Linked DNA regions of Zea mays: region 1 is linked to region 2. A link is a contact called in public HiChIP or PLAC-seq data. All regions are on one chromosome and are shown on one strand. The core of a region is the stretch at or near the end of the contact, and the rest is flanking DNA. Distances in the headings are between cores, read along the strand shown. Region 1 holds the start of LOC100280154. Region 2 holds the start of LOC100272306.

Region 1 (2,700 bases), core at 39-2,538, 200 kb before region 2:
CCCACAGCTCACTGTAAGTTCCACAGCAACGAGCTCAATCAGAAGTGATTAATCTTGCAAGAAACTTGAGGAGAAGTTCAGAGCAAGGAGTGAAAATGTGGAGCATAAAAGTATGCCCAGCTAACGTCGCAGAAAAGGGTAAAAATCTTAACAGTGAATTGTACTGGACTGAAAGGTAAATTTGGGAGGAATGTAGATCATGAATAATGCATCGGTGACAAATAACAACTGGCACGAAAGGCAAGCAACAGCCACAAACAGACATGGTAAAACTTTAATCTTGAGTACAGCAAATATGTAAAAGTTTTTTTCTACTATTTTTCTTTTTTGGATGTGTAATGACAGAATGTTCAGCGTTCGGTAAATATATATCAGACAGTAAACTAGCGAGGGTTAGAAGCTCGTGATAGCAATCTAACAACGAAAACGGATGAAACAAGAAAAACAAAAATCCTTGGATAAGTAAGGAAATGCATCAGAAGTGGTGTCCGAAACAAGACACTACAGCACCAGCTTTGTCACGAACTTCACGGGAGCAGCTAACAGGCAGGGCAGCTAGGGTTTATATGGCCGGAAAAGCCCAAGACAACTGAACCGCTGCTAGCTGATTATGGACGCAGCACGCCGAAAAGGCGCAAAAGCCACAGCAAAGCTTCGTACAAAAGAAGGGAGAATACGGCCCTTTGCCCCCAGAATTAGTAGTCCCTGCGTCCTGCTCCCTTAACATCATCGTAGGACGCATAAAGAGCTCACCCACCAAAAAGGGGCGCAGCAACTTCCGGGCTCTAGTACCTGCTGCCACACCCACCCGAGCTCCCTTAACAAAATTGGGGATCGACGGTGGGCTGCAGCCTGCAGGGACGGAACCGAAGCGAGAAAAGAGAAGCCGGTGACTGGAATTTCGTCCCCAGCCGCGGGCACCAAGGCGCGGCCTTTCTCCGCGGCGCGCGACCCAGGACCAGTAGTACCACGGACGGTGTTTCGGTGCGCGCAACTCACCCCTGATCGCCAATGGCGCCGTCGAAGTCCATGACCGCGCGCGCGGCGAGGGCCGCGGATTGGATCCGGCGTCACGCGCGGCTACTGCTTCACCGGCGGGCGACAGCGACGACGGGCTGGCTGGCTGGTTCTCCGCGCCGGACCAGGGAGCGGGGGGCAGGTGGAGAGGGGGACTGGAGGGGAGGAGGTGGTGGAAGTGGAAGAAGTGGGGTGGGCGCGGGGTGCAGGGCAGCAGGCAGGCGGTTTGAGCCCTCTCCTCCCTCTGCCGTCCCTTTCGCTGTCTAGACACAAGTCCAAACTCCAAACCCCCGATGCTTTTATCCACTCTCTCCTCTCGCTCTCACGCTCTCTCTCTCTCTCACCAGTTGTGGTGACAGCACAGTCTGCAGAGCGGCACGGAACCCCGCGAAAACCAAAAAGAATCGAGAGGCGTGGGCCGCGGATTATCTTATGATGACTAAGGGTCTGTTTGTTTACCTTCATGGATTATATAATCTGGATTATTTTTGGAGGATTATATAATCTAGATTATATAATCTCGATTATATAATCTGAGTAGTCCCGTTTGTTTACCCAGATTATTTGAGTTGTTAATAGGATTCTTTTGTATGAGGAAGACAAGAATGCCCTCTATATTTGTACTAGGTTGAAACTCATATATGAAAAAAATAATTCAATTGACACTGTCAAATATTGCATTAGCAATATTATCACGGAAGGCATTCATGTCACCTTCTTCATCCCCAAATTGACTAGTACTAGGCGCAAAAACGATTTGGTGGATTATAATGGCAATGGTGGGTAATTTCTAGGAAACTTGAAAGGGTAGTGGGGAAGTGGGAAAAAATAATCTGAAATAAGCACCTCCTCACTTGCTTATGGATTATCATAATCCAAGGGGTTAGATTATATAATCTGGGCAAATAAGCTGGACTGTTTGTTTGCCTCTTAGGATTATTTAATCCAGATTATATAATCTGGGGGGTAAACAAACAGGCCCTAATCCTGACCCGGATTTAATAAGTAACTACTAATCCAAAGCGGTTGCCAGGCCATTTTGTTAGGAACAGCCCTTGCCAGGCCGTGAAGATTGCTGGGGAAGCCATTGACTGGGCCTGGAAAGCTTGCACCGGAAGGAAGCCCAGCCCGAGGATTTTGCAACTCCAAATGAAATCATCATAAAGATGCTACAGTAGATTCATTTGTACTAGTACTACGTCCCGGCGGAGATGGCATGAGCTACAGTGAATGCGCAGGGCGGGGGCAGGGCACGGGGTACATCGTGGCCATTAACTGCGGACCCAGGGCGTTCATGTGATCCGGAGCATTCAAGACGAAGACGGGAGACGGCCGAGCCCGAGCCTCTCTCACTCCGTCCGTTGCGTTGCTACGGACGGTACGGTTGCAGGCTGCAGGAGCAGGACCAGCGAGCCCCGACGCTGGGAGGTGGGCCCTGTGGATCCGTCTATTCCATGGCCGGATGGCCCCCGCATGTCGGGAGCTTCCTGTCCCGTTCTGTTGGACTGCTACGGTTACATGCAGGAGCTCCAGGTCCAGTCCAGATGCACATGGGGCCGCCCGCTACGGCCGGCGTGGAACAGTAAAAATTCCAAGAATGTCAGGCTCCTCTGATCCGGATTGGACTAATTAATTAAAATACGTAATTATCGAAGAGATGATCCACGATTAATTAAAAATACT
Region 2 (2,700 bases), core at 72-2,571:
GAAAACCAGGTGCCCTAACAATATAGAACATCAATGCACAATTTCATTACTATGGATTCATTTCACAAGCAAATTAGAAAAATACACACATCATACTTGCATAAAACTTCCTTGAGTTCGTCGTCTATGCATGAATGTCCCAAATTTACAATAAAGATAGTAAATGTGGTATATCGCTTGAAAACTTGTCTTGTCCATCCTACACCAAACATGCCATACTATCAAGCTTTATACATGTCGAGCAAGCTTTAAATAAGAAACATTTGTTGACTAATATTTTTGAATTTCAATATATTTTATAATAATATGTTCACTCTGTAGTGACGCATGAGCGTTTATCTAGTATATTATTAAATACTTACTTTATTTTTTATTTATTACAATTTTGTTTAAAAATGAACTAACGGACGACAAATATTCGAGTAGTATGTGCCGTTTGCCCCGTTTCGTTCCCGCACCGGACAGCCCATGGCCCGCGAAGGCCCAATGCGGGCGTGCGGCCAGTGGCCACAGGCCCGGCCGCCCTGTCCGCTCTTCCTCCTCGTGTTCGGACAGTCGGCTGTTCGTTCAGTATTCTAATTCAACCTCGACCCAAACCCTAGCGCGCGACCGGCTCGGCGGGCGGCAGTTCCTGTTCGAGGCACGGCGGCAGCGGCGGCGGCGACAGCCGGCTCGGGCTCTGGGCTGCGACGCGAGCGGCTGCTGCGGCGCGCCGGGGTGGGCCTGCCGGCTGCGGCCTGTGGGCGACGGTGCCGCGAGCCACGAGCGCGTACCGCGGAGGTGCCTGGTGGCATAGTGTCTAGTGGCGGCGGCGCGTCGTGATTCGTGAAGGTCTCAGGCCGGGCGTTCCATTTAAAATCTCCTGAAACACTGTTTGAATTCAACGGACACTGAAGCCGGAGCACGGACATGGTCTAGTTTCTCAAAAACAATTTGACACACTTTCATATTTTGAATACGGGACCCCTTTGAATACACAGGGCGAAATCCTTCGTCCGCCTCTATTCCTTTTTACCCCTACCTCCCTCCGTTCGCGTCGCCCGGCGGCCATCCCTCCCTCCACTGATGTCCATGCCACAATCCTTCCTCCTCCTCCCCTCCTTTTTACCCCCACCTCCCTTAGTTCGCCTCGCCTCGCGGCCGCCATCGTCGCCATCCCTGACCGCCCTCAGATTCCACCGCGTCGACGCCAAGCTTTCCCCGCCACTCCTCGCGGCATCCCACAGTCCTCCTGGCGGCTTCCGCGGATACTGTGATTCTGGCGGCAGCGATGGAGGAAGCGGAGGTGATGGCGGGCGAGGAATGGATTCTCCTGGCCCTGGGGACGGGTGGTGGTGGGAGCGGTGGCTCCAGGCCCTCCACCCGGAGTTCTTCCTCCTGTTCCTGCTCCTCCAGTCCGGCGCCGCATCCGCGCTCGCTGAGGCCCTCAGCACTTCCGGTGATGACGCGGGGGACGTATGGGAGGTGAGGGGCGGCAAGCGCACTCGCCTCATGCCGGACCCAACCTGGACCTCCTATCTCATTGCTGGGGACGACGGAACAAAGCGGGAGGACGGGGATGAAAAGGTTGGAAGCATCTCTAAGGACCTGGCCGCCCTACGGAGGCAGCTGGGGCGGTCGTGGCGGCGGTACGCCGAAGTTGCTGTTCATCTGTTACTCCCTGACGGATACCCTCATAGTGTCAGCAGCGACTACCTTAACTACTCGCTCTGGCGCGGCGTACAGGGTGTGGCGAGCCAGATCAGCGGGGTGCTTTCCACACAGGTAGTGGAGCTCATCTGAGCGTTTATCACAAATTTTCCAGGCAGCTAGGTAAAGGGTAGTGTATTTATTCCCTAAAATGTTTTCTTCAGGCTCTGCTCTATGCGGTTGGGTTAGGGAAAGGAGCGATACCCACTGCTGCTGCGGTGAATTGGGTGCTGAAAGATGGCCTCGGGTACCTTAGCAAGATCATGTTGTCCAAATTCGGACGCCATTTTGATGTTAACCCCAAAGGGTGGCGACTATTTGCTGATTTTCTGGAGAATATGGCTTATGGGCTGGAGATTCTGACTCCAGTGTTCCCTCACCTGTTTGTTCCAATTGGGGCGGCTGCTGGTGCTGGCCGCTCAGCAGCTTCTTTGATACAGGTTAAGACTTACTTTGGTATTGGTTATCAATATTCTATAGTTTGCATTTATGGAAATCTATGTTCATTATAGCGCAATGTAGGTGTTCTGCCCTGTGTATCTCGGTATCCTCATAATTGGTAGCCATATGAACATGGGTCTTATGATATGGCCACTAGAAGATGTATGACTATATTTGAAGATTTTCATAGCATGTTTATACTTTATACTCACCACAACAATAAACATAGAACTTCTATAAAATTCCATTTTAGTGTTATTTCTGCTAATTGCAGATATAACATGTCCACCAGGGTTCAGTGAGTTTTGAACTATAGTGGACTGGGTGTTGTTTCTAAGGCTATCTCCAGCTGCTTACCCATCCCCATATCCATATTCAAACTCCACTCTGCGAACAGTGCAGTCTATAGTGCAAAACAGTGCTTTTAGGTAAACTATGGGTAGACCGCTGCAGACGGTCTAAGGCTATCTCTAGCAGCTTACCCATCCTCATACCCGTATTCAAACTCCACTCTACGAACAGTGCAGTCTATGGTACAAAATAGTGCAAAACAATATTTTGGTTGACCAT

Evidence for each region. HiChIP or PLAC-seq counts read pairs in DNA pulled down with a chosen protein or histone mark.
Region 1: an H3K4me3 HiChIP or PLAC-seq map of leaf shows a contact between it and region 2, with 3 times the contacts expected there. The contact joins the promoter of LOC100280154 here to the promoter of LOC100272306 in region 2. A contact is called at or near these places in 3 of 25 Hi-C or Micro-C datasets (ear, leaf and tassel) and 1 of 3 datasets of contacts at active chromatin or transcription factors (leaf).

Annotation. Positions count from the first base shown.
Region 1 is chr3:163,750,345-163,753,044 of Zm-B73-REFERENCE-NAM-5.0, reverse strand. It overlaps LOC100280154, which reads right to left and starts at 1,288. Exons shown (of 9, transcript NM_001153086.2): 1 at 1,000-1,288; 2 at 1-11. The coding sequence starts at 1,031.
Region 2 is chr3:163,555,187-163,557,886 of Zm-B73-REFERENCE-NAM-5.0, reverse strand. LOC100272306 reads left to right here and starts at 1,321. Exons shown (of 7, transcript NM_001146791.1): 1 at 1,321-1,764; 2 at 1,854-2,129. The coding sequence starts at 1,492.